Regions from separate parts of the Mus musculus genome. Here all the other regions are linked to region 2. A link is a contact called in public HiChIP or PLAC-seq and promoter capture Hi-C data. All regions are on one chromosome and are shown on one strand. The core of a region is the stretch at or near the end of the contact, and the rest is flanking DNA. Distances in the headings are between cores, read along the strand shown.

What was found. Promoter capture Hi-C pulls out the DNA fragments that hold promoters and counts their contacts. HiChIP or PLAC-seq counts read pairs in DNA pulled down with a chosen protein or histone mark.
Region 1: a contact with region 2 is called in an HNF4G HiChIP or PLAC-seq map of pancreatic cancer cells. The contact joins the enhancer-like site here to the promoter of Bloc1s2 in region 2. A contact is called at or near these places in 2 of 39 promoter capture datasets (the 3T3-L1 cell line and hippocampal neurons), 3 of 115 datasets of contacts at active chromatin or transcription factors (bone marrow-derived macrophages, embryonic midbrain and pancreatic cancer cells) and 1 of 9 other capture datasets (embryonic stem cells).
Region 3: a contact with region 2 is called in a promoter capture Hi-C map of the 3T3-L1 cell line, with 4 times the contacts expected there. The contact joins the enhancer-like site here to the promoter of Bloc1s2 in region 2. A contact is called at or near these places in 14 of 39 promoter capture datasets (the 3T3-L1 cell line, the C10 cell line, the SN4741 cell line and 8 more), 2 of 15 datasets of contacts at CTCF or cohesin (the NIH/3T3 cell line and large pre-B cells), 3 of 484 Hi-C or Micro-C datasets (3T3-L1-derived adipocytes, nephron progenitors and pre-B cells), 2 of 115 datasets of contacts at active chromatin or transcription factors (embryonic stem cells and pancreatic cancer cells) and 1 of 9 other capture datasets (embryonic stem cells).
Region 4: a promoter capture Hi-C map of the SN4741 cell line shows a contact between it and region 2, with 4 times the contacts expected there. The contact joins the promoter of Sec31b here to the promoter of Bloc1s2 in region 2. A contact is called at or near these places in 24 of 39 promoter capture datasets (the 3T3-L1 cell line, 3T3-L1-derived adipocytes, the C10 cell line and 16 more), 1 of 15 datasets of contacts at CTCF or cohesin (the NIH/3T3 cell line), 23 of 484 Hi-C or Micro-C datasets (the C3H10T1/2 cell line, CD4 T cells, CD8 T cells and 16 more), 17 of 115 datasets of contacts at active chromatin or transcription factors (the 230-238 cell line, the NIH/3T3 cell line, the SCID.adh cell line and 11 more) and 3 of 9 other capture datasets (adipose tissue, liver and pancreatic islet).
Region 5: a contact with region 2 is called in a promoter capture Hi-C map of embryonic stem cells, with 4 times the contacts expected there. The contact joins the promoter of Hif1an here to the promoter of Bloc1s2 in region 2. A contact is called at or near these places in 13 of 39 promoter capture datasets (the C10 cell line, the HPC-7 cell line, cranial neural crest and 9 more), 1 of 15 datasets of contacts at CTCF or cohesin (the NIH/3T3 cell line), 6 of 484 Hi-C or Micro-C datasets (CD4 T cells, CD8 T cells, double positive thymocytes and 3 more), 25 of 115 datasets of contacts at active chromatin or transcription factors (the 230-238 cell line, the NIH/3T3 cell line, the SCID.adh cell line and 17 more) and 4 of 9 other capture datasets (adipose tissue, embryonic stem cells, liver and 1 more).
Region 6: a FOXA1 HiChIP or PLAC-seq map of pancreatic cancer cells shows a contact between it and region 2. The contact joins the enhancer-like site here to the promoter of Bloc1s2 in region 2. A contact is called at or near these places in 3 of 39 promoter capture datasets (the 3T3-L1 cell line, cranial neural crest and hippocampal neurons), 1 of 115 datasets of contacts at active chromatin or transcription factors (pancreatic cancer cells) and 2 of 9 other capture datasets (adipose tissue and macrophages).
Region 7: an H3K27ac HiChIP or PLAC-seq map of T-cell acute lymphoblastic leukemia shows a contact between it and region 2, with 8 times the contacts expected there. The contact joins the enhancer-like site here to the promoter of Bloc1s2 in region 2. A contact is called at or near these places in 2 of 39 promoter capture datasets (cranial neural crest and embryonic stem cells), 12 of 484 Hi-C or Micro-C datasets (the G1E-ER4 cell line, the N1E-115 cell line, adipose-derived mesenchymal stem cells and 5 more), 3 of 115 datasets of contacts at active chromatin or transcription factors (T-cell acute lymphoblastic leukemia, embryonic forebrain and forebrain) and 1 of 9 other capture datasets (embryonic stem cells).

Annotation. Positions count from the first base shown.
Region 1 is chr19:43,710,022-43,714,034 of GRCm38.p6, forward strand. It overlaps Entpd7 (ectonucleoside triphosphate diphosphohydrolase 7), which reads left to right. Exons shown (of 13, transcript NM_053103.5): 6 at 1,714-1,817. Among named protein-coding and RNA genes, the nearest start is that of Entpd7, 22 kb to the left of the region's middle. Within about 2 kb of position 1,395, at least 125 of the 459 cell types and tissues checked have an H3K27ac peak or open chromatin away from gene starts, as enhancers often do. A contact at or near this core is called in bone marrow-derived macrophages and pancreatic cancer cells, where this site is marked.
Region 2 is chr19:44,145,111-44,148,844 of GRCm38.p6, forward strand. Bloc1s2 (biogenesis of lysosomal organelles complex-1, subunit 2) reads right to left here and starts at 1,336. Exons shown (of 5, transcript NM_028607.1): 1 at 1,249-1,336; 2 at 831-947. The coding sequence starts at 1,306. Pkd2l1 (polycystic kidney disease 2-like 1) reads right to left here. Exons shown (of 15, transcript NM_181422.3): 15 at 2,527-3,438. The coding sequence ends at 3,397.
Region 3 is chr19:44,472,828-44,476,691 of GRCm38.p6, forward strand. No RefSeq gene overlaps it. Among named protein-coding and RNA genes, the nearest start is that of Wnt8b, 19 kb to the right of the region's middle. Within about 2 kb of position 1,509, at least 25 of the 459 cell types and tissues checked have an H3K27ac peak or open chromatin away from gene starts, as enhancers often do. A contact at or near this core is called in 3T3-L1-derived adipocytes, where this site is marked.
Region 4 is chr19:44,544,301-44,547,784 of GRCm38.p6, forward strand. Sec31b (Sec31 homolog B (S. cerevisiae)) reads right to left here and starts at 1,548. Exons shown (of 26, transcript NM_001033343.1): 1 at 1,488-1,548.
Region 5 is chr19:44,561,571-44,565,322 of GRCm38.p6, forward strand. It overlaps Hif1an (hypoxia-inducible factor 1, alpha subunit inhibitor), which reads left to right and starts at 1,284. Exons shown (of 8, transcript NM_176958.3): 1 at 1,284-1,484; 2 at 1,720-1,970. The coding sequence starts at 1,308.
Region 6 is chr19:43,873,928-43,877,690 of GRCm38.p6, forward strand. It overlaps Dnmbp (dynamin binding protein), which reads right to left. Exons shown (of 16, transcript NM_028029.4): 5 at 900-1,093; 6 at 201-330. Among named protein-coding and RNA genes, the nearest start is that of Gm24400, 18 kb to the left of the region's middle. Within about 2 kb of position 2,349, at least 42 of the 459 cell types and tissues checked have an H3K27ac peak or open chromatin away from gene starts, as enhancers often do. A contact at or near this core is called in pancreatic cancer cells, where this site is marked.
Region 7 is chr19:44,524,414-44,528,225 of GRCm38.p6, forward strand. Sec31b (Sec31 homolog B (S. cerevisiae)) reads right to left here. Exons shown (of 26, transcript NM_001033343.1): 12 at 2,585-2,659; 13 at 2,192-2,290; 14 at 1,803-1,902; 15 at 1,063-1,241; 16 at 708-834; 17 at 16-161. Among named protein-coding and RNA genes, the nearest start is that of Sec31b, 20 kb to the right of the region's middle. Within about 2 kb of position 1,303, at least 21 of the 459 cell types and tissues checked have an H3K27ac peak or open chromatin away from gene starts, as enhancers often do. A contact at or near this core is called in T-cell acute lymphoblastic leukemia, where this site is marked.

The sequences.
Region 1 (4,013 bases), core at 145-2,644, 440 kb before region 2:
TCCTTATTCTCCTTCAGATACATGGCCTCTTTTCTCCTTCACTGTTATTATATGTTTAATAATAATAATGTTTAATAATACTATACACACTGAGTGAGTAATTTTTAGGAATATCTATGTACATAAATAAATAGTATTATTTCGGCTGACCATTTGGCATCGGACAGCCAACTGGTGTTCTCTTCCCTGCGGAAGACCACCTTTCCTGCTCTCCATTTCCCTTGGTTGCCTGTACCCCTTTGTGTTGGGCTGAGACCTGTGGCCTTTTCCCTGTCCGCTTTGGCATGCTCATTGGTATTACCCCTGCTCAGTTCATGGTTTGGAAGTCATGTTGGTGAGACTCTTTTTTTTTCTTAACTGTAGGACATTTCAATATAAAAGTGCTTGGAAAGAAGCCGGGACAGAGAGTCTTCTCTGTAACCCAGGGCTCTGCTCTGTTCCGCAGCCAGTCTAACCAAACCAGAAGGTTCCAGGTTCACTGAAAAGACCCAGGCTAGTGTAGAGGGCTGGAGAGGTGGCTCACTGGTTAGGAGCACTTGTTGTTCTTGTTTAAGACCTGGGTTCTATTCCTGACACACACATAGTGGTTCACAGACATCTGTAACTTTAGCCCCAGGGGATCTGATGTCCTCTTCTGACTTCTACAGGCCCAAGCTTGCATGTGGTACATATATACGAGTAGGCAAACCACGCATAAAATGAGTAAATCTAATGTTTTTGGAAAGGAAGAGACTAGTTGAGAAAGACACCAGTGCCAACTCCTGGCTTACACACACACACACACACACACACTCGCACACACACACACACTCGCACACACACCCAGTACAAATCTGAGATGACTGCTGGTCTCATTTTTAACTAACATTTTCCTTGGACTCACATTATTATCCTTTGCTTTATTTATTTTTACTTTGTCTAATAATCCCAGGGAAGCATTTAAAATCTCAGAAGAAACAAAAGTACTACATAGGTACTAAGTTTCAAATGTCACACCCTTGAAATGAAAATTCTTACGAACTTTGGGTTTTGAACCTCATCTGGGTTTTTCAAATGATAAGGTTTTTATACAGAAAAAAGTCAACCCTTGAAACGTGGAAAAGGAGATTAAAAAGTTAATCGTTAGCTTACATAAAAGATTATGTCAAAGCCTGTGGGACTCCCATTATAGACTGTGTAGTCACGAGGCATTGTCTGTATTGTGTAAGCTCTGAGGGCGAGTTTGTGTTCTGTAATTGACGTCTTGCTATCACAGTGGTTAGGAATAATGTAGTTGTATTTTATGGACCGTGGATCTGTGATTTCCTGACTTACTCATCCTCTCCCAGAGGTATGAAGCCATGTGCTCCTCGCTCAACGCTGAGCTAGGCAGTATTTAAAGGGCGTTGCCTTTTGTATAGGAGCCTGCTCTTTGCATGCAGTTTGAACCTCTGAAGACAAACTAGGAACCAAAAGGGCGCAGAGTTAGACAAGGGCACGCGGTAGATGGAGCGGCATCATAACAAGACTAAACGGAAGGCGTTTGTGAGAAGAGGTTTTCATTTTGCTTAAGAGATGGGGACTCACTATGTTCCCCAGGCTAGCCCTCCGCTGCTGGGCTCAAGCACTCTTTCTACCCTAGCCTCAGGGGCCACCTTGGTGGCAGGTGAAAAGGTGGTTAATAATTAACTTGGGGATTTTTTTTTTTTCTTTTTCTTTTTTTCTCTTCCTCAGGCAACAGTTGGCTATCTTGGCAGATTTAGTGAAAGATTTGCCGTTGGAGTTTGACTTCCTCTTTTCACAGTCTCAGGCCGAAGTGATCTCTGGGAAACAGGAAGGTACTGAGCGGGGGGGCTGGGCGGGGTGGGGCAGGGCGGGGCTGGGCGGGGCTGGGCGGGGTGGGGCAGGGCGGGGCTGGGCGGGGCGGAGCTGGGGCTCCTCAGCAGGTGTTTGGGATTTCTCTGTGCACCTCAAGGATTGGCTTGGTTCAGCTGCATGGTCTTTTTTTTGTTTGTTTGTTTTGTTTTTTTTGAGACAGGGTTTCTCTGTATAGCCCTGGCTGTCCTGGAACTCACTCTGTAGACCAGGCTGGCCTCAAACTCAGAAATCCGCCTCCCTCTACCTCCCAAGTGCTGGGAGTAAAGGCGTGCGCCACCACTGCCCAGCTTGCATGGTCTTTTTGCACATTCTGCACGAGTGATCTGTTTCACATGGCTGCATCTAGAGGTCACACATATCTGGATTTAACAGTACTGAGCACCCTGCTTAGTATTTAATGATTCCAAACGGACCTTTGATTAGCTAGTTGCACTTTTGGAACAAACAGCCCTAGGAGTTATGGATAGTTTACATTTAAGTGTGAAACAAGTTATTACTTTAAGGTGTGGGGAGACCTTAACTCAAGGAGTGATCAGGCTGAGGTACTGTTGTTTTGGGTTTTCCTTTTATTGCAATTACTGTGCAGTTCTCTTTCTTCCTTAATACACCACTGTATTGATATTCTCATGTGGCCCAGACACACCCAAAGTAATAATTTGCTACCACTTCTTTTCTGTCTTTGAGACAGGGTCTCACTGTGTAGCCCAAGAACTTGCTGGCTGGCAATCCTCCTGTCTCCGCTACTTCTCTGAGATTACAGGCATGCACCACTGTGCCCAGTTAGCCCCAGTTTTTGAAAGAAGGTGACCTTGGGCCTGGGGAGATGGCTCAGTTGGTAAAGGACTTGCCACACAAGCGTGCGGACCTGAGTTAGATCCCTCAGCACTCACATAAAAAGCCAGGTGTGGCAACACACACCTGTAATCCCAGAGTTGGGGAGGCAGAGACAGGGGAATGACTGGAGCTTGCTGAGTAGCCAACCAAGCTGAATTGGTGAGGGACCTGCCTTTAAAATATAAGGTGGAGGGTGATTGAGGAAGATATCCCATTTTGATGTCTGGTAAACATACACACTGACAGATAGACAGACACACACACACACACACACTACACACATACACACATACACACAATCAAAGAAAATCATTTTTAAAGGAGGTGTTTTTATATGTCTTCTAGTTGCAGTCCACCAAAGAGAAGAAATTTGATTTTTAAAATTTAATCCTCAAGTTTGCACTTTCTTCTTTTTTTTTTTTTTTTTTTTTTTTTAAAGATTTGTTTATTTATTATATGTAAGTACACTGTAGCTGTCTTGACGCACCAGAAGAGGGCATCAGATCTCTGTTACAGGTGGTTGTGAGCCACCATGTGGTTGCTGGGATTTGAACTTCGGACCTTTGGAAGAGCAGTCGGGTGCTCTTACCCCCTGAGCCATCTCACCAGCCCTGCACTTTCTTCTTAATGGTCTATGTCTTTGCCAATATCTGTTTTTTTTTTGTTTTTTTTTTTTGTTTGTTTTTGTTTGTTTTTGTTTTTTGTTTTCTATCCCGGCAATACCTCTCATATATCTTGGTCACTTGAAACCTTTTCATTCCATGTTACCATCCTTTTCATTCCAGTTGGTGTCTTTTCACTCCCTTGTGCAGTGACATTTTCCCGCTCTTTGTGTGCTAAATAAGTTTTATTATATCCACGAGCATCATGGGATTATGGGTTCGGTCTATATCAGGAGAACATCGGTTTTTTTGTTTTGTTTTTTTAAAGATTTATTTATTTATTATATGTAAGTACATTGTAGCTGTCTTCAGACACCCCAGAAGAGGGCATCAGATCTCATCACGGATGGTTGTGAGCCATCATGTGGTTGCTGGGATTTTAACTCACGGCCTTCAGAAGAGCAGTCGGAGCTCTTAACTGCTGAGCCATCTCTCCAGCCCCAGGTTTTTTGTTTTTTGTTTTTATTGTTTGATTTTTGTTTGTTTGTTTTGTTTTTTCAATTTTTTTGTTAAATATTTTCTTCATTTACATTTCAAATGCTATCCCAAAAGTTCCCTATACCCTCCCCCTGCCCTGCTCCCCTACCCACCCACTCCCACTTCTTGGCCCTGGCATTCCCCTGTACTGGGGCATATAAAGTTTGCAAGACCAAGGGTCTC
Region 2 (3,734 bases), core at 86-2,585:
ATCTGGATTTTTGTTACTTGGTCTCTCTTGCTCAAAAATAAGTGAACGATCAGGCAGAGAAAATCTGCGACTTACAACCCCCCAACTTCTCTACTAAACCTTTCCTCATAGATCCTGGTTCACAAATTGGGCTCACAGAAAAATTTCCTGGGGTGGGGCCTGTGAGAGGGCCCTTGCTACCAAGCCTGAAGATCAGAGCGTGGTCCTCGTGACCTACGTGGTCTAAGAAGAGGACCAACTCTCGAAAGTCGTTCTAAGCCACACACACACACACACACAGAGAGAGAGAGAGAGAGAGAGAGAGAGTAATTTTTTCACAGAGCAGTGAAACAGTATAAGTTCTTATGTCACCCCAGAAGGTCCAGCCTCTGCTTTCTGACTCTGCCTCAGACACAGACACAGATGCAGACGCAGGGACACTGAACTAAAATCTAACCGTGTCCCACGGGTGGGTCAGCAAATCTTCAGACTAACCTTCAGGTTTCATCAAATGCTTGCTTACTCCAGCTCTTTTACTAACTGGACTGTTTCACGTACCCCCCCCCTTCCATTTCCTTCACAACTCTGCTTAAAATATACTTCTCCCCCGGCGGGGCACTTCTGGACTAACAGTGTGGAATTCTTGTTGTTGGCCTTTATGACAAGAGGCCTGCAGATTTGTGTTTCAAAAGTGGTTGGTGTGCTTCCCTGGGGAAAGACAAGGGGGAGAGCGGCTCCTTTCCTCCCATTCAACCATGGACTGACCAGAGGCTGCTAAAGCACCATTCAGATTTCCGTGAAGTCAAATGCAAATACACAGCTGGGATCAGCCAGAAGGGGTTGCGTATCACCTGTCAGTTCCCCAGTCAAATATGTGGCCATTTTGGAGAACATGTCCCGGCAGAGCTCATTGATGTCAGCTTCGGCAGGCTCCTTTGCTTCCTCGGCTGTCTCCACCGCAGCATCATCTGGCAAGGTGTGGGTGGGAGGTGAGGAGTAAACGTCCTATCCCCAGACCTAATCCAGCCAAAGCGGACGGTTCCTAAGTCCCTCCCGACTTGGGCTCCCGCCGCCTTCGTTCTCCTCCTGCCACCATCCCGTCCCTTCTCCTCGCACCCGCCCACCTGAAACGCCAACTCCGTTCCCATGCTCAGGAGCTAGGCTTTCGTCTCAGTGCCCTGACTGCGGTAGACAGGTCCACCGGCTCCTGCATCCGGACCTAGCCTCCCCACCATCAGCCGCCGCATCTCCATCCACACAGGGTAGTACCTCGAGGTGGCTGCTCCTCCCGTCGCGTCGCCGGGACGCCCTCCGCAGCCGCCGCCATGCCCGACCCAAGGCTGCTTCCGGTTCTAAGGGCATCTGCGCGTGCGCCCCGCGGGTGCCCCGCCCCGCCGCTTGCTCACAGCTTCCTTGCTTTGATCGGCTTGCCCAAGTCACACCTCAAATAAGGACCTTTTATCAAAGTCCAAGCATGAAGCTGAAACTGAAGCTAAGGCTATTGCGAATTAGCCCGTTACTGAGATCACAGTACCTGGTTGGCAATGCGTTCGTCCCTGCAGCCACACTCTAGAACGGTCACTTGTGCCAGCCACGGCCTGTCTTGGGTTGTGGACCCATCATAACATGTCAGCTAAAGTTATTGGAGAGAGGTGGCCTCCTCCCCAGACACCAGCACCCTGACATGTTTTGTTCATCAAAGAATTGTTCAGGGATTCGCTTTTACAGGGTGTCTCCCACAAGATTTCGGCCTTGAATCTTCTTTTTTTTTTTTTTTGGTTTTTCGAGACAGGATTTTTCTGTGTAGCCCTGGCTGTCTTGGAACTCACTTTGTAGACCAGGCTGGCCTCAAACTCAGAAATCAGGGATTAAAGGCATGTGCCACCACCGCCCGGCTTTGGCCTTGATTCTTGATGGAATCTCCCTTACCTTTCCCATAGGCCTTGGACTAGTATCAACTCTCTGACTCACATCTCTTGAAGTGCAAGCTAGCCCCTAATGTTTAGTTGAAAGGACCTCTCTTGAAGGAAACTTCCGACGTCACTGACACATAGGTTATCTTGATTATACTTAGTTGTTGCACGCGTCTAGCGGGTTTACGGAATGCTTGGGGGAGGGGGGTGGTGAGAACAGGTGGGGGTGACAGGGATGAATAGAAGGCTCAGTGTGAGGGAATGAGAGTCACTGGAGAGGGGGAAAGAGGTGTGTAAGGGTTTTCAGGATGCAGGCTCCTGAGCATCCAAAATCTTAAGTGTAGAGTTTTTGACTAAGTTTAACTTAGTCTTGGTTATCCTCTAATCTCCTCTCTGAAGACTGATTCTCCCTAGACTGATTCTCCTTCTCTCCACTCCTTTCTATAGGATAATCAAAGTACCCGCCGTTTCAAACATTCCTATGAACCAAGGCTTCTTATTTCAAGATTGCTGGGAGAAGCAACCTCCCTGAGATTGACATGGCCCCCAGTACATTCCAGAGAGTGTACAACAATGTCTTACACTCTTATCCTTCTCTCTTCTCTCAATAGCCCCAGAAGGAAATGCAAAGACGTGGTTTTCTAAAGAATTTTATTGCTAATCACCTTGGAACCTCACATTGTCCTATGACGAAGAGAGCCAGAGACCACCACATATTAGTCCAAAAGATCAATGAATCCTGATAGCCTTTCTGGCTTGATTCCTTCAGGTTTTGTTTGATTCCAGGTTTGAAGTCCCCTCAGTTCCAGCTAGTCGCTGGAACATAAGAACCAGAAGGCAGGCTCCTCCAGAATTCACTGACTTCACCTTTGGAGGGGGTCACTCTTAACTCCTCTGTTGGAATCTCACCACACAAAAATCTTCTTTCCACTACAGCTTCCTTTTCTCTTTTACAGGGAAACCCCATGAGGAAAGAAAGGGAAGGCCTCCTACACACAACCATGCCTGCCAGTGGCAGATATCGTGATGCACACAAAGGGTAAGAGTTACTGGAACGTAGGAAGACATCCATCGCCCACTCTTTGGACTTCTACCTGTTAACTAATCGTGGTTGTCTGAGGTCTTCCGGAGAGTCATTCCCATCTGCTCCTTTTTCTTGTTTGTTGTTGATGTCAATCAACTCTGGCAGAAGTAAGTGCCCAGGAAGAGAGGGGCCTGGTAGGAAATGCTACTTCACAGAGCTGTGCAACTCCATAAAGAAACACCAAGGGACAAGTCTAAGCATGCTGCCCAGCTACACACAAAAACATCGGCTGAAAAGGCCAGATACAGGGGGAACTTCATAGCAGCCATCATGAAACATGCTGCCCTAGAAAGGATGAGGATGGAGATGGAGATGAGGCTTGTGGGGGAGGCATAGAGAGAAGAATTTGCTGTCTGTTGCTTTAGGACCCCTTTTCCATCCTCCTGTCCACCCTGAACTCCCAGGGAGCTGGAGTGACACCTAGGACGGATTATACAGGTTCTCCCAAACAGCTGGTTCCCCCTGTTGGAAGAAAAAGGAATAGCTCATTTGAAGGAGAGTTTATTTTTCTCTGCAACTTATTAACAAAGAACCTAGATTGCTATAGACTGATGTTTGGGTCTCCCCAAAGTTTTTTGCTGACATCCAAATCCCCAATGTGACAGTACTAGGAAGTGAGGCCTTTGGGGGGGTGAGATCGGGAGTGTGGAGTCCTTATAAGGGGAATTAGTGTCCCTCTTTCCTCCCACCACATGAGAACACTTAAGTTGAATAGTCCATGAAGCAAGAAGTTGACTTTCACTAGATCCTAAATCTGC
Region 3 (3,864 bases), core at 259-2,758, 330 kb after region 2:
TGTGACTTGCAGCAACACAGGTGGAACCGGAGGTCATTGTGTCAGATGCAATAAGCCAGACACAAAAAGTTCAAATACAGTGTTCTCGGAAACTATTAAGTTAATCTTTTATAGGATGGAATCATATTGACTCAAGGATAACATTTCCAACATATAAAAATAACCAGCGTTTGGGCCAGCCAGATGCTCAGTGGGTGGTCGCACTCGCTATTTATGACCAGTGACCTGAATTTGACCCTCAGGTCACACACAATGGAAGGAGAGAACCAACTCCCACATTATCCTCTGATCTCTACGTATGTGCCATGCCTATTACACTGCCCACACACACACTCACAGAGTAAATAAAGTAATTTAATAATAACTTTAAAGGATAACTCATGTTTGAAGAGAAGGAAATGTTTACTATCCCGATTGATTATTATACATTGTATGCATTGAACTGCCATAAATTACCAGTTGTGCTGTATAAAGATATACAAATACTATGCAGCATTGAAGTGTCTTTAATTAATTAAAAAAAACCCAACCAAGTAGTTGAGTAGACATTTATATATTCTCTATTATATAGTCATTCTGGGTGTATTGATTTCGCTGAGTCACTAATCGTGCCATTGATAAGAGTGTGTCCAGGAGCAACCATCAGAAATGTAAAATGGGAGAGGAAAGAATTTTACCAGGTGGGGACCAATTAAAACATGTGTAATTAAACCAGATGTGGTGGTGCTTGCCTTTAATTCCAGCAGAGGTAGGTGTGTCTCAGAGTTCAAGGCTAGCCTGGTCTACATAGTAAGTCCCTGGGACCGCCAGAGCTACATTAAGGAGGGAGAGGGGGAGAGGAGAGAAACCTTACTGGAGCTGGAGAGATGGCCCAATGGTTAAGTGTATTACTGCTCTTGAAGACGAATGGTGTTCCGTTCCCACACTCATAAGCAGCTACAACTGTAACTCTAGTCCCAGGGTATGTGAGCATTCTGGCTTCTGTGGGCACATGCATGCACTTGGTACTCATAAGCAAATGTGTCTTCACACACATACAAATCAATAAAGGCAATAATAAGCCTTAGACAAATACCCTCAACAACAACAAAACAACAAAACCAGTACTATTGTGACCCAACACTGTCCTACCAACACAAACCTACCTGTCACAGTGTTGAAATATCACTAAAAGAGAAGCCTAATGTGTCAAGTAATGTCTGACCCATGTACATATTAAAAAAGAATTCTCTCGAAGAAGTGTCTGTCAGACTTGTATTTAGAAAGCCACCCAGAACACCAACCATGACAGTCAATTAAGTTCAACTTCAAGACAAGGCTAGCTCCCGCCTCAGCACTTAGTCTCTTCCAGTTTATTCTAGTTTCACAACGTGGATGACTGAGGTTTCAGACACAGATCTCCAACCCCATGTCCTTTCCATGGAGTTCTCCTCAGGCACCCATGACCTCCAGACAGTCCCTACGTAGACATGTAGGGACGTGCTGCCCCCTGCAGGACACGTGGGCACCTGCAGCCTCTGGATCTACTAAAGTGCCATCCTGCGACGTGCTTGGCGCTGTAGTGTTTGTTCCTTTCCACTGTGCGGCGCTGCTGTTCCGAGTGTTACTGTCCTCCCTGCAAGGGGCAGGAAAACTTCATGACTGCAGGAACCAGGCATAAAAAGGCATAAACAGGGAGGTAGGAAAAGGGGGAGATCACAGAAAGAAGCTGGCAGGCTATTTATGTCCACTGGCTTTCCTTAGAATCCTCCTCATCTGGTCCTTTCCATGAGGAAAGCCACCCCAACTCTCAACACCCCTTTCTTGGGATGCTTCCAAAAGTTCCCAAACCTGGCTTCCAACACAATCGCCAAGGGAAATCTCTTACAGACTTCCAGATTGCTTCCCAGGAAAGTCTGACTCCTAAATGTGGGGAGACATTCGGTCACCATTCCCTCAGATCTCACCAGATGTTGTTGTTGTGTGGTTTACAAAGAAATAAGAGAGCAGAGGCAATCTTAAGGGGCTTGGCCCTTGTGGGACTCCGTGAACTCCCTTTTCTTAGTTCAGTAACAATGAACAGAATTCTGCTGTATGCTCTAGGGATCTGCATGCCCAGGGCAGCCTGCTCAGTTTCCTGAAGCCCATTTAGTGAGTGGCCCTGTGACCCACCTTGTCATGGATTCCAAGAACCAAGCTGCAGTGTCCCCTTTCTTCAGTGTACTGAGAGCGTCCTAGGGAGGGAAACAGGACAGGACCTGGCTGTCCTCAGCATCAGTCAGATCTGGGTTTGTGTCCTGAATTAACATTTTCCTCGCTGTGGGATGATTTAAAATGTCTCCTAATGTTTCCTGTTCCTGACAGCAAACGGAGACAGTCACCTGCCTGCCTCCGAGGCTGCTGTAAGCCTTAAATGTGATCCTGGTCTCTACTGAGCACCCAGGCTGCCCATGGTGTCTAGCAAGTGTCAGCTCTTCCCAGCAGTGAGAACAGCCTTACTGCTATCTCTTCAATGCTGCTCTCTTCAATGCCCTCCACTCCCGTGAACCCACAATGCGCATGGGGTTTTATGCCCTGTTCTGAAGACAGCTGCTTGGCCTCAGCACCAACATCCCATGAAGAAAAGAAAGCCAAGAAGTGTCCGACCTCTGGAGACTCAAGGCTCTTGGACAAGCGCACAGGGTCACTAGGCACTTTTCCATAGCAGGACTTAAGCCAAATGGTCTGCACTTGTTCCTGTAATATACGGGAAAACTCACAACTATGGCCTTCTTCCCTCCAGCCTGCAGTTGCTAACAGAACAGCCCAATGTTACCACACAATTCCTCAACTTCTGCGTCTTTCTTTTCTTCATAAAAAAACACAATGTCCTTTGTATCACCTTAGCCATTTTAAGTGCTATATATCTGTGTAGTTGTGAAACAATCTATCCTACTTCTTTTATCCTTGAGTCGGCTCTCTTTCCGCATCTTACTTCCTTGTGATGGCGCCTGGCATTCAGACTCAGCATCTCTGGCATCCATCCTTGAATACTTCCATCCCTCTGACTAACACTCATTGGTTCCACGGCATTCTGTGGGCCGACCCATTACTCCCTGTGCAGTTCCAGCTACACCATTCTAATCTAGATCCTTATTATTTCTGATCTGTGCAGTGCAAGAGTTTTCTCGGTGATTTTCCTGTCTCACTCTTACTCCAATCTTTATTTTATCCTGGGTCAAGGAGCGAGGCATGGCAGGAATCGATCCCAAGACCGCGCCAATGCAAGTTAACCTCGTCCATAAATGCTTTTGATCATGACGTCCCTTCATTCATAAACATCTTCACTGAAGCTGGTCGTGGTGGCACAGGCCTGTTACCTCAACCTTCAGGAGCCTGAGGCAGGAGAAGTAAAAAGTTCAAGAACAATTTGTCCTACACAGTGATACGAGGCCAGCCCTGGCTACATGGCAAGACTGTGTCTCAAGGAGTTAGACATGTGGCTCAATAATTAAAGGCACTTTCTGTTCTTCCAGAGGACCTGGATTCTGTTCCCAGCACCCACACTCACAACTATCTGTAGCTCCAGAATTACAGAGTGCACATAAAATCATGCAAGCGTTGTAGGTGCACACACACACACAGTAACTTAATAGTGTTTTTCTTTTTAAAGATTCCTTTTTATTTTGTGTGTGAGTGCTTTGCCTGCATGGATGTATATATAGGCACCGTATGTGTACCTGGTGTACACAGGGGAGGGAGCACCAGATAGCTCTGTGGTAGAGTGTTTGCTTCGCTTGCACAAGGCTCTGGATTTGATGCCCAACACAGCAAAGACACACTTTCAGTGACATGACAGCCTGGCACACAAGCTTCTTTTGGATATGCCCTAACACATCTTTTTGG
Region 4 (3,484 bases), core at 298-2,797, 400 kb after region 2:
TATATTTAAAATTATAACATTCATAGATATGTGTGTGTGTTGCCTGCATGTATGTCTGTGTACCACACGGGTACCTAATGCCTTCAGAGGCCAGAAGAGAGTGTTGGAGCCCCTGGAACTGGAGCTACAGATGGCTGTGAGCTACAATGTGAGCGCCCCGGGAACCCAGCGGGTGCTCTTACCAACAGAGCCATCTTTTCAGACCCTTTCCTTTTGCGGGAGGGGGCGCATGGTCTCCCGTAGCCCAGACTGGCCTCAAACTTGCTAGGTAACTGAGAATGATCGTCCTGTCTCTACTTGGCAAGTGTGAAGCCCCCACACCGCATTCATTTTAACTCTGTGATTTCCACTTCTAATGTATACTCAAGGTCTCATCCTCACGGGCCAGCGAAAGGGCTGAAAGGTAAAGAAGGACACTTAGAACTATTTGTGACCTGCTTGAGCAACCCAGTCAGGTCAGCCTCACCTATAAAAGCAGGCGATAATAGTACTTAATCTCTATTGTACTTTCCAGCTTGAAAAAAGCTTGGGGCTGTCAGTTAAGCTTGTTTCTGGGAGCTTCTAAACTCCTGAAGCTCCGCTTTATCAGTGACCAGCGAACTACACTATTTCGTCACCAGTGCCACCTGCTGGTCAGAACCATCCTGTACAGAAGCGCAGCGACCAGCAACAGCGCATTTGCCAGGCACAACTAGAAATTTCTATAAATTGTTACTTTGTTTTACATAGAAAACAGCCGGCTAAGCCGCAATGTAAACCCCGTGCTTTTAACCATTATATTAATTTAAGCAAAGCTTTCATGACGTGCTTAAACCATTGACAGAAGGACGGGAGAAATGCTTTTTTTTTTTTTTTTTTTTTTTGGTTTTTTTCGAGACAGGGTTTCTCTTTATAGCCCTGGCTGTCCTGGAACTCACTTTGTAGACCAGGCTGGCCTCGAACTCAGAAATCCGTCTGCTTCTGCCTCCCGAGTGCTGGGATTAAAGGCGTGCGCCACCACGCCCGGCTGAGAAATGCTCTTTTCATCCACTTTGCTCTGAGGCATCATTTTATAAGAAAAACCCTCGTTAGGATCAGAACAGCCAGAGCAGTGGCGGGCTGATAGGGTCGGGGAACCACTATCAGGGAGGACGACCCTTGGCAGTCCAGTCCTTAGGGAGAAGGTCAACACGGCTTCTCGCCTGCTGACTGCCATACAAGGCGCTTGACGGTCAGTTACCACTGGCCAGGGCACCGCGACAGTGTGCAGGCTGAGGGCCCGGTCAAGTCAAGGCTTGGGGGGCAGTCGGAGGCGCGCGCAGCGCTGCTGGACCTCGGCGGGGTTGGGGACACTGTGTGGCAAGGGGAGCGGGACCGGGTCCAGCTGGGGGGATTCGTACTGGTGCTCCAGAGGCGTGGCAGCCCGGGTGTGGTCAAGGCGAGCTCCCCGGCGTCCTCCCGTGGGAGGAGCGGTGCTCCGGGACCCCAGACCCGCAGGGGAAACCCACCTGTTCCGAGCGCCCAGGTCAGGGGTCACAGGCGACCGCCTGGGCCGGTCCTGTCCCAACCAAGGGCGCACCGCGCTGCGGACGGCGGCTGCCGAGGGCCAAAAGTCAATTTGCCCTGGCCACAGCTGGCGACCCACTCCCTCTGCTCGCCTAGCTGAGCTCCTCAACACTAATCTGCACCGAGAGCGATAGCGCAGAGGTTTCCCAGCAGGGCCTGCCTCACTTGCCCTGGGATTGCACAGTTCTAGCCCCCACACCAGTACATGCTAGTCTATTCTATTTGAGTCAGGCTCCTGTGTATAGAAAGGGAAAACACTAATTCAATTTATTATGTAGTTATTAAAGTGAGGGAAGCCCATGAGCTCTCAGTGTGATCTATTTAGCTAAAAAGCAATCGAGGTTGTAAATAGTAGTGGTGCACACTGGAGCCTACTAGTAGAGGGTGTCCACAAACTGATTAACGGCTGTGTGTGGAAAAAGAGACAACTGTGAACCAGGCACTTCATGGAAGATTTCAGGCACATGACATGGGCATTACTCCTTGGAGCTGAAAGAACACTAGGTGATATTTCAGCAAAAAGGGGGGCCAAAGCAGCTAATGGGCATGCTGGCATTTCCCATACAGTAAGTCAAAGAGACTGATCAAGAACAAGTACTGATAGATAAATTGTGGAATACCAATTAATTCTGCGGTTAACAGGGAATTACTGAAAATTATTGGGTCAGAGGCACTAGTGGCAATTGTATTTTGTATCTGGCAGTATGGATCCCTTTGGAGAAAAAAGAGAGGAAGGCAGGGACCCAATTACAAGAGGAATAGAGCAGCCCAGGGACCGGTGAAGAAAGTCAGGATTAATACTGGTGACTGAAGGAGAGCTGCCCTGGCTCTCCTGACTGAGAAAGGAAAGGATTCAAGACAGCCGGGGCCCAAGAGCAAGGGAGACCCGGTGTCGCTGATAACAGAGTTAAAACCTTGAGGCAGAGGAAAAGAGAATGTGAAGATATCACAGATGCTTTTCAAGTTGAGATAACTGTGGAGGTAATTGTGGCAGGTGAAGATGCCCAAGTTGGTTCAAAAGTGCCACTTGATGCATGGTGAGTTCTACCCGGGTCACCTCTGAAACTGGGGTGCCCATTATCTGATGGGCAGTTCTGAAACCAGATAGACACCCATGTGTGGCACCATCTGTGCCAGGACCATTCTTGCTACAACTAAACATTTAACTTTTTTTTTTTTTTAAGTGTCCTATCACAGGTGAGCCGGTGATGGGGGTGGAGTTGGGGAGTGAACAAGGTCTGAGCCTTAGGAACTAGAGGTGTGGATTGGCTGAGAGTGCTTGCTTGCCCTAAGGCTTGAAACCCTGGTTTTATTTCCCAGCACTAGAGAAACCAGTAGTCGTGGTGGCTTCAGGGTGGAGGGTCAAAAGTTCAAGGTCATCTTCAGGTACCCAAGCTACCCAGCAAGTTCAAGGGCACCCAGGGCTACAGGAGATTCTCTCTCTTCCTCTCTCTCTCTCTCTCTCTCTCTCTCTCACACACACACACACACACACACACACACACACAGCTGAACCTTGGAAAGTACTCCCAAATTAGGGAATAAAGCAGAAGTACCAACCACACTGATGGAGCATCACAAAAGAAATCGCACTAAAGTCCTAAGGTTCAAGTCCCAGCACCCACATTGCAGCTTCTAACTGCCTAACTCCAGTCCCAGAATATCCAACATCATTTCCTGGTGGCACACAGCCATATACATTCATATAAATAAATAAATATTTAAGAATGAGATGATTAAAGAGTATATCTTTGTAAAAAAAACTTCTTAAAATGACATTTATTCTGTGTGCAAGTGTGGATGCACACACACTATATATAGCACATGTGCAAAGGTCAGAGGACACCTTGAAGTAATGGATTTTCTCCTCCAACCATGTAGGGCCTAAAGATTGATATCAGGTGTTCACCACATATCTTTACCAACTGAGCCATCTCAG
Region 5 (3,752 bases), core at 34-2,533, 420 kb after region 2:
ACTTGTCATTTTCTGAAATATATGCATATATATGTGTGTGTGTATATGAATATACATATATATTCAAGGCAAACCAGAGAGCATGTATTATGGATTCAAATCCCCAAGCCTTTTGTCTCTAACTAATGTTTCCAGATTTAAAGGGCTAGAGAGATAATGTCTGCCCTACTCAAGATAAGTCTCCATTTTGATGACCTCAAATTTGACTGGTTAGGGACTTTGACTACATATTTGCCATATAATGTTACCTAACTACAGGGACACCACCCTGTCATAGATGCAGTTCCTACTGTCATTTTAAGGGGAGAGACTTAAATAGGATATGTACACCATGGGATGACAATCTTGGCCTCCTGTAGGTATTCATTAGAATGGTCCAGTAAGGGCTGGCGAGACTGCTCAGCGGGTAAGAGCACTGACTGCTCTTCCAAAGTTCCTGAGTTCAAATCCCAGCAACCACCCATAGTGAGATCTGACGCTGTCTTCTGGTGCATCTGAAGTCAGCTACAGTGTACTTATGTATAATATTAAATAAATCTTTTAAAAAAAAAGAATAGTCTAGTAAGCAAACAAAACAATTAATACCTTCTCTTATAACCAGTATGTATTGTTGGAAAATGTGAATATCTGTGGTTGCATAACATTGGTCTCATTGCAAGATTAGATTTAAGTAGGTGAGATAGTGCTATATGCAGAAAAATCAAATAATACTGAACAAAAATGGATTTTATATTACTTTTTTTTTTTTTTAAAGGGATGGTGGTTTGCTGTGTTATTCAGACTGGCTCTGAACTCTTGGATTCAAGTGGTCTTCCTGCTTCAGCGTCTGGAGTAATTGGAACTATAAGCCCTTGATCTTCTCTAGATTCTGAATGAATTCAGTTTGTCCTTAATCATCTGTCTAAGCCTTCAGGACAGCTTTACCCAAGGTCTATGTGCTAACTGATTTTTCTAGTGATTTCTTAAGTGGATCTAAGCGTTGGCTTCTCTCCCCACCCGAGAGAGTAAAGCTTAAAGCTTAATTACACTTGCCTCCGTCTTTGCCTCTGTAGGCTTGAACATAGGGAGGCAGCAATATTTCGTGGGCTTGTTTGTCCCTTTTCTAAGGAACTAAGCGAGTCGGCCTTATGGAGCCTAGACTGTAGTCCTGCAGGTCACCGCTAGGGAGCGCTCCTTCAACCTAGGCGCCCACCTACTTAAAAGGTCTCGATCGGTTTCTCTTGCAGTCCATCTCTATGGTGTTCGTTGTTGTTGCTTCCGGAAAGGGCGGAGCTTTCACTTCCGGCGGGGCCGTCCCTAGAGTAGAGATGGCGGCGACGGCAGCCGAGGTTGCGGCCTCTGGCTCTGGAGAGGCCCGGGAAGAAGCCGAAGCTCCGGGTCCCGCCTGGGATGAGTCCCAGCTACGAAGTTACAGCTTTCCGACCAGGCCCATCCCACGTCTGAGCCAGAGTGACCCTCGGGCGGAAGAGCTCATCGAAAATGAGGTGGGGGGCGGGGCTGCTGCTGAAGGGGGTGGAGGAAGGGACCCGGTTAGCGGAGAGGTGGCACACTGATCAGATTGTGGACAGAGGCTTGAGAGGCGGGAAAGGGAGATGCTACGTCAGGAGAGAGTGACAGGAGACACTGTTGTGAATTTGACAAGTACAGATATCGTCGAGAAGAACATATTAGCGCCTTGGAATTACTTCATTGATTTTTTTTTTTGATGTTTTTGCTTAGGAGCCAGTGGTGCTGACCGACACAAACCTTGTGTATCCTGCACTGAAGTGGGACCTCGAATACCTGCAAGAGAATATTGGCAACGGAGATTTCTCTGTGTACAGTGCCAGCACCCATAAGTTCTTATACTATGATGAGAAGAAGATGGGCAATTTCCAGAACTTTAAGCCAAGGTCCAACAGGGAGGAAATTAAATTTCATGAGTTCGTTGAGAAACTACAAGCTATACAGCAGCGCGGGGGAGAAGAGCGGTAAGTTGCCCCGTCAGTAGAACCAGGGCATCCGCTTTCCTGTACTTGTTTGAAGGTGTGGTGGAGTTGGGTAAGAAGAGATTGGCACCTCCAAGCCTCTGGGTTCCACGAGTGAATATTCTGCTCTGCGCTTTGAGTTCTTGATGGTTCTTTTTAGCTTAGTGGATGAGGGCAGCATTAGCCTTGAACTGTGAGTCCAATTTCCTGTCTTTGGTAGTTAGAGTGACAGTTGTTTTGCAGGGTCAGTCAGACGAAAGAAAGGCTTTGACCGTGCCTATGTGGAACTTATACTAGCCTGATAGCATATGTCCAGTTAAATCATTGTGCGGTTCTGTTTGGGAGGGCTGTCCCAGGGTTCGAAAATTTCAAGCTCAAAATGGAAGATTTTTACTTAAGATCTTTTGATTTCTTGAAAAAAAAAAAAAGATTGTGTTTTATGTGTGCAGGTGTTTGTATTTAGTTGCTATTGTTTTGGGGGGGGCGGGGCAGGGACTCACTCTGGAGCTCTTAACTGGACTGGCTGGAACTTGCCATATAGACTAGGCTTGCCTCAAACTCGATAAGATCCTCTTGCCTCTGCCTTGAGTGCTGAGATTAAAGTGTTTACCTGTTTGCCTTGCACACCATGTGTATTTAATGCCTGTAGAGGGCAGAAGGCATTCCATTCTCTGCAAAGGAGTTACAAATAGTTGTTAACTGCCAAGTGGGTCCTGGGAACCGAGCCATGTGGGTCCCAGTCTCCTACTGCAGCTGTTACCCGATGAACCATCTCTGCAGCCCTTTTGACATTTAAAGCGCGCACGCGCGCGCGCGCACACACACACACACACACACACACACGCACACGCATGTGCACAGAGTAAGGCAATAATTGCTTGTTGGATTTAGCCCTGAAATTGACAGTCTTGATTCTCAAATACTTTTCTGGCTAGGGACAAAAAGTTGAGCCGTCCTTTATGATTTGGGTTGGGGGTATCAGGATCCTCTAGCTTTGGGAAGGTCAGAACACATTGCTTGATACACTGTTCTATTGGTCCAAAATCATTTGGAAGAGTGATTCTTCCTTTTTGTTTTTATTTCCACTTCTGAGGACCGCCCAGTTATATAGGTTCCAGACAGCAGTCAGTCCCACATTATAAAATTGTCCCTGGAGAATTGCTTTCGCTGAGTCCTTGACAGTGAATGACTGTCCCACATTTGGTGGCCATATCTGGAGTACTCTGTAGCCTCCTATCTTGATTCTCTTTCTGGCTTCCTAGCATCAGAATGTAACTAAGTGAATAGATTTTAAAGGTCTGGGCCAATGAGGTAGCTCATTGGCTAAATGTGCTAAGTGCCAAGCCCGACAGCTGGAGTTAATCTCCAAGACCACCATGGTGGAAGAAGAGAACCAGCTCTCACAAGTTGTCCTGTGACCTTACATGCATACTAGGAGAGATTCTGAGCTTTTATAACTCAGTTGTAATAGGCATATGGTTTAGATTTGTGGCTTACTTTTTTTTTTTTTTTTTTTTTTTTTTTTTTTGGTAAGTAGGTGTGTTATACCTGGCAGGGTGGTGCACGTGTGTAATCGTAGCACTCAGGAAGTGGAAGCCGAAGAATGAGGGATTCAGGGCCAGCCTCTCTTACCCTGAGAGAGCCCACCTAGGAGGTTCCTTGTAGCTAGGTTTTTCCAAGTTACTGAGATCTCTAATTAATGTTGCCGTAACTGTTAGGACTTTAAGGCAGGGAAGTCCCTTCTTTTCACTCAGACATGCTTGGCCTGGGTCACATCATCTTGTC
Region 6 (3,763 bases), core at 1,099-3,598, 270 kb before region 2:
TTATCTTATTGAAAAATAGTGACTGTGGCCCACTAAGTTGATTTCATAACCCTCCTGTCTGAAAACATCATACTGTGTTGATAGCAACATCAAAGCTGACTGAGGTAAAAGAGAAAACAGGGAGGTCGCAACCTTTGCACCAGGTAAAATGTCATTTCCCTATTATATCACCTCGGAAGGGCCCCCTTCTTCCACCATACCTGGGACCAAACAATCGCATGAGCTCATACCTACAGCATCGCTGATTTCCAAGGCCGCCAACAATTGCTTTGAGACTTTAATCACTGTTTGCATATTTCCAAAAAGTCCTTCAAAATCAACGTTTGGTACCTGAGCGAGAGGAACAGAGCGTCAAGATGCAGGGAGATGAAGTTAATGACATCACTCACATTAGGAACATCTCTCCAAGGTCATCTGCCTAACTTCTGCCTTGTTTCTAGAACAAAGGCATCCAGAACCATCTCTAGTGTCATCCTTTGTCCCTAAGTTGTAGTCTGGCTCCAGAGTGTCCCCCTAGAGTTCACGTGTTAAAGACCTGGGGTTACCAGGAAATGGGTCTTTCAGCAGATGGGGACTACTTGGAGGAAAGCACATCTCTAAGGAGCTAGCTGAGGCCCCGCCCCTTCTCACTCAGCTTCCGGTTGCCAGGATGGAGCGGCTCTGTTCTATACCGCACTGCTGCGATTCGCAGCGCCACAGGTTCAAATGCAGCAGCGCCAACCAACCACAGGCCAAAACCTGAAACTGTGCCAAGGTAAGTCTGTCCTCGCTTTCTGTGGTTCTTTATTCCCTTACCACTGAGCCGCTCAGTCTGTAATTATGGTACTGCAGTAGAAGACAGCCTCATTCCAACCCCAACACTTCGGGTGTAAAGGGTCGGGCTGCCTCCCATCTCCTACCTGTGCCTGCTGCAGGGGCACCATGACCCTCTCAATGCACATCTCCAGATCCCGGATGTAGTCTCTCTCCGTCTGCAAAAGCTCCGCCACCACCTTGGCTCTCTTCTCCAGCATCCTCTGCTCTGGGTTTTCAGTGGACACAGACCCAAAGGGGGCCGCCAGGGATGAAGACTGGGAAGAGAGGAGCGTCATGTCTGGAAGGGGAAGGAGGACGGTCAGCAGCTGTGTGAAAGGAGGGCTCTCCAGCACTTTGAACCAGGAAGCAGTGTTCTAGGTGGGCCGGGGCTTTCCCTACAGAGGACAGCCAGGAGATCAAGCGTCCACTGTAAACACTGTAAACACTCTGCAAACTCTCTCCACAGGGATATCCTCCCAAGTATGCAGGATCCTTTTCATCTTGTCCTCGAGAGAAGCTTGACCACCTAACAATGCGCGGCCTGCTAGCTGTCTGTAAAGTCGAAAGGAAGACCAGCCTTATCGAGAACTGATTTTATTTAATCAGATATAAAACCTGCTCTATAGGCTCTGCAGCAAAGCTACCAAGCTGGGGAGTGAGGACATTGATACAGCACGTTAGGAATATTAATCTGGGGCAGTGAGATGGCTCGACAGGTAAACCCACTTGCTGCTAAGCCTGAGGCCCGGAGTTTCTTCCTTGGGATCCACAGGGTAGAAGGGAGAGACCTGACTCCCTTATGTTGTCTTCAGAACTCTACATGCTTGCTACTGTGGCACATGCTTGCCACACACATGCACACACAAAGCACATAAATAAATGTGATAAAATGTTTTAAGCAATATGAGAAAATTATTACAGGCAGAACAACTTAATATTTAAAAAAAAAGAAATATTATGAGGAACACATAACAGTGCCAACTTGGGGGGAGGGAGATCTCTGGGAGCCTGAAGGACAGCCCGGTCTAGAGAGCAAGTTCCAGTCTACCCAGGGCTAGCCATAACGGGATGTTTCCTGAAGAAGAAAAACAATTCTTCTCATTAGCACTTACAGCTCCTGGTACTTGGATGCATAGGAGAAGGCGCATAAAGAAATGAGAAAACGTTTGGTCATTTAAGAAACTGAAATAAAAACAAACAGAAGATGGCTGTGGAGTGGTCTCCGCCGAGTTTCCTTCACATTCTAAGACTGATTTAAAAATTGACAAATTTGCTAAGTCAATACAGTATGCTGTCTGGGCACAATTCAAAGCCACAGAAACAGTACATGCGGCTGGCTTTTCAGCAGACTGGATTCTCCAAAAATCTTTTCTGCTGCCCCTAATCCTAAGAAGTTAGGAATGTCAGTGTTTACAAATGGGGGCGGGAGACATCTTGCATTGCCAAGCAAGGAGGTCCTGGCAGAGGCACAGGGGGAGGGGGAGAGGGAGATCTTAACAAAGACAAGGCAGCCAGGGAAGGGCAGCCTGCCCAACCAGGACAACTTCAGTATCAAAATTAAGTCAGCTCCAATGCATTATAATCCAGTGAATCAAACAGGAACTGGGAGCCCACACCCTTAGCACACATGACAGGGAAGAAGTCTCTCTCTGAGTGGAAGTCAAACTGCAAGATCCAGAAAAATGACAAGATTTTTTTTTTTTAAGAGCATCTTTTCAAGCAAATTACCAGTAGAGGATAGGTGTGGTATGCCTGCCTCTGACCCCAGCCAGAGAATTTCAGGCCAAAACTAACCAACCAACCAAACAAACAAACAAACATACCCAACTCATCAGTTGATGATGCTGGTAATAATGGTGGTATTGAGGTGATCAGGATATTTGCATAGTTTTACATTATTATACATTACATGTTCATTCCAAAAACAAAACAAACAACAACAAAACATGCCTACACAGCTGAGAAAGGATACCTTGACCCAGGAATCAAAATCAGGGTCACCAGTAAGGGGCAAATATGGCTTCCAAATAGGCCTGGAAACATCACACACCCCTTCTGCAGTATCCCAGTCACAAATGTTGGTTCTGAAATGAGTCTTGAGGAAACATCAAACTCAAATTGAGAATGTATATTCTTCAAAAGGTCACTGTCATGGGAAAAGGAATTCCGAGGACAGTGTTCAACTATGACTGGCCAGTCCCTGCTGTGTCGAAGAAGAAAAGTTCTAAACCCAGCGTTGGGCAGGGCTGGAGAGCGGCTGTAGATTAGATAAGTGACTAGATCAAGGTAAAATCTCCTGCAGGAGCGGCCCCTTTCTGGTCTCACAATAAATACCCACTCTTACTGCTGATAGTTTGCTTGTGCCAGGCCCTGAGTTTTACCCCTACCAGGCACATAATGCACGCAATAAACTCTTAGAAAAAACTAGAGAGAGAAAGGATGAAGATGTTAAACTTAACAGCGCACGGGGAAGCCAGGCAGTGAGGGCACACACCTTTAACTCCAGCACTCGCTCAGGAGGCAGATACAGGTGAATCTCTGAGTTGGAGGCCACTCTACAGAGTGAGTTCCAGGGCAATTAGAGCTACACAGAGAAACCCTGCCTGGGAAAACCAGCCGACCAACCATGAGTGCACAGGGAGTTCCTGGTACCACGACAATCTTTCTATAAATTGTATTATTCAATACATTTAAAAACAACAGCCAACAATAGCTAGTATCTTGCTTGAACTTTATGTCACGACGCGTGGCAACATTTCACACATCCTTCTCATCCACCACAGTCTAAGGTTTCGTTCAGAAATCAGCTGCACCGTACACACAGCCTGTTTATTGCTGTGCTGGGAACGGAGCCCAGGGACTGGCCCAGGATAGACAGGTGCTTTCTTACCGCCAGCCTTGCAAGAAAATCCTTTAAACTAAATTGCTTGTTTTAAATTCTCTTTGTGGCCAGACTTTGTGGTACTTG
Region 7 (3,812 bases), core at 53-2,552, 380 kb after region 2:
GGAGAGGAGAGGTACCTGCAGAGCCATGGGGCTCGAGGCTTGCTGGAATTTTGCCCAGCTCTCTACCAGCCGCTCCACACTCCCTGAGCACACGTAGCAGAGTCTGGCTTCAGAGGTGAGTGCCCTGCCTCCCTCCTGCTCCATTCGAGTTCCCAGCATGTCTGTGGAGAGATGCAGACATGTTTACCAGCACAGCTTCCCTACGCTACTCCTCCTGCACATTTGGAAACAAGTGGAAGACTGTGATCTCTCAGACAAGTGTCTTCACTGGCTTTAAGACAACTCAGGGGAGAGAGATGGCCACATGATAAAGAGCACATCCCATTCTTACAGAGGACCTGGGTTCGATTCCCAGAACCCACTCAGCAGCTCACACCTAACTATAACTTCAGTTCCAATGATTCTGTCTAATTCCTCCTTCAATGGGACCCAGACATGCACATGGTACATTCGCTTATATATATATATGCAGGCAAAATACTCATAATACGTAAATAAAAATAAAAGATAAATCTTTTAAGCTAAACTTACTCTATTGAAACAGTCAAAGAATTTGCCATGTGACAGAGAAATAAGACAGAACTTATGCGATGCCTCCAAGAAACAAGAAGCTACAGTCCCTCTCCTGGCTGAGCCCTTTCTTCCAGAGCCCACCCTCTGCCTCCACTTTGCATAAATATGTTGGCACATGCTGGAGTCACACCTACCACAGAGCTCAGGGAACTTCTCTGGCCCTGAATACGTCAGTAGCAAGGCCAGCGCCTCTCTCCAGTTCTTCAGCCTACAGGCACATACTAGGTCCTTCCAATTCTTCTTTACAACACAGGCTAGAAGCTGTACTGGGCGGAAAGGGAGAGACCCTCAGCCTTCTGTCCAGCACAGTCAGCAGGGATGTTCCAACAGAGCCTCTCATGTTAGAATGCTCAGCATGGCTAGCAATGAAGTAGAGGTCGTTAGAGTAGAGAGACAGGTAGATTTCACACACCAGTCCCAAGGGACGGGCCTCTACCTGCCCAGGTCCAAGCCATCCCCTCCCTTCTTCTCCTGGGTGACGGGCAGTACCGAGGAGGTTTTGGTTCTCCTCTTGGCTAGGTAGCGTTCTTGTGTCCACTTGAGCAGCTCTGCATCCCCAGCCTGAGCCAGGATGATGGCATCAGCAAAGCGTTCCTCCTTCAAACACAGCTCCACAGCAGACCGCAGTTCCCCGAGCAGCAGAGCCTGGCTCAGGAGTCCATCAGTGTCTGCAGACAGCACATCACCTCCTCACTCACTGGCCCTCACATACTCACTTCCTGCCCAAGAACACAGAGCTTCCCCCTCTGGCTCCAGCTCTTCAAAGACGGCTGAGAAGTGAAGGCTTCCTCTGCGGTGTATGGGAGGCACATGTTGGAAGCAAACTGTCTCTAACTTAGGCAGCCTGGTTCCACAAAACCCCCAAGTTTCACTTCTGGGCAACAAAATGTAGTGTCCCAAGGATGCCCTGGTCCAACTGAAACTTTCTAAAACAGGATTCAAATCAGGGAGGACCTTGTGTGCAGGATCACAAACAGGACGCGGGCAAGGTCACCGTTTTGTTTTTTAACAAGAAAACTAAGGAACAGAAAAAAGCCCTTGGCAGAAGGCCATCCAGAGAAGGGCCCAGTCACTAGACTGAGCACAGCACCCACTAGCTGGAAAAGACCCACCAGTATTTGACATTTTAGGTGGGGGGAGGCAAGGGAGAATAAGCGACTCTTAAGACCAAAAACTCTGGGCCCATCTGCTCCTGTGCAGTGATCTCCTCTCTCCCAGGACCAAGGTACCTTCTGTGGTGGGGATCTCCCAGGGAGTCATGTTCTGAGGTATCAGCTCATCAAAGAAGGCTGAGGACTCAGAGGCTTCCTTGGCAGTGTGTTTGGAGGCCTGTACACAGAGGGGCAGGTGTGACTGTGTAGGAACTGAAGCCAGAACACAGACAGCATGCTCTAGGCAAGAGCGCTACCATTTGTGTCCTAGTATATAAAACAGAAAGAATGCACAGGTCCATTTGGGAAGCATCCTGTGGGTTCTGTGTTCTACTCTGGCTCCAAGTGAGCAAAGCCTTCCCGGGAAGCTTACTGAGAACAAGCGAAAGGACCAGCATGGAGACTGTTCCCTAGAAGGCATGTCTCCTGTGCTCCCAGGAGTCAGGCTCCCCGGACTCCAACCATACCTGGGCGCAAGGGCTGTGTGCTCTGTCACTTTTGAGGTCAACCGCCTCAAGCTGAGGGCTTTCCTGTGATTTTGAGTCACTCTTCAGGCAAGTGTCCACCTGTGTGGAGACCCTTGTGAGTGCCAGCCAGGCCCCCACAAGTGTCTGATGCGCCCCATTCACCCACCCCAAACTCTCCAAGATCCTTCACCCACTTTTCCAGAGAAAGGCCTAATTCCAGGAGGTAAAACACACATTGGTGATGGATTGAGGCTAGGTGTCCCGGGGCAGAGGCCCTAGTGGGGTTCTGCAGGGTTCTGTAGGGTTCTGTGGGGTTCTGTGGGGTTCTGCGGGGTTTTTTAGGGTTCTGTGGGGTTCTGTGGGTTCTGCGGGGTTCTGTAGGGTTATACTCACCTTCTTCTGAAGTTCCTCTCTGCTGTAACCTAACAGCCCAAGGAACTTCGGCCTGGAATCCTGCTCTAAGGTCACCTAAAGAACCACAAATACAGAAACATTTCCATCAAATGAATGTAAATGACCATTCTCCCTTACCGTGATGGATACCCGTACCAGTATACCCTCACATACAGCCCCATGGACCATCAAAGTACCCTCGAAACGGTGATCCCACCTTTTACCTTTCTTCCTCACTGGTTTTTGCTGGGCTGTGGACAGTATTATCACAACCCTTTGCCATATTGACATGAGAACTGTACCTTCAGTTGACTTCCTAACTTAGTTTACCTTAGTAACCCAGTGAGAGTAAACGTTGGCAGTTTAGAGGTGGTACTTCCTGTAATGATTGGTTATTGCACCTGGCCTGGAACTGGGTAAATCATAAATAACCTATATGAACACCATGTCAGGTTTCTGGCTTCACAGACTCTGGGCACTGGACGGGGTGCCCTGTGGGGTCTCTGAAACCGACAGTTGGCTTTTCTATCCGAGCAGCTTGCAAATCAGGGCACCTTACACATCGCCTGTGTCCACCTGGATCATCTCTTTGCATCTGAGCTGTACAGGGAGCTGAAGGGAACTCTGAGTGGTTGCATGAAATACTGAAAAACACACCACAAGGAGAGTGCCACCGGCACTGCCCTGGTCTCCACATCCTGAGGAGACTGGGGCACTGCCCTGGTGAGGAGACTGATGCCAAGTGTAACCTTCGTGGCCCTGGGATCTAAACGCAGGGTTGAGAAGACACTGGCAGAGGGTGCACAGGAACAGTGCCCAAAGCTAGCTTCTCACCAAATTGCTGACACCAAGGGCCAAGAAGTAGGACCAGCCTACCCCACTCTCTGTTTCTCCCACACTGACCCATGGATTCTGACTATAGTCTTTCTTACATCTCTTGCCTTCCTCCTCCTTCCATGCCCTTCCTGGGAAATGGCTTTCCAGAGCTCTGGGTATTTTAATTTACATTTATTTACTTATTTTTTTGTGTGTATGTATGTAAGCACATGTAAGTATGTATACACGTGCTTTTGTGTGTGCTTGCATGTGAGTGTGTCTGTGAATGCATGTGTGTATGAGAGCAAGCGAGAGGAAGAGAGGTAGAGACAGAAAGACAGAGACAGAGAGATAGAGGTAGTACCAAGCCTTGTGCATGTTAGGCAAGCACTCTGCCACAAGCTACCTCTCA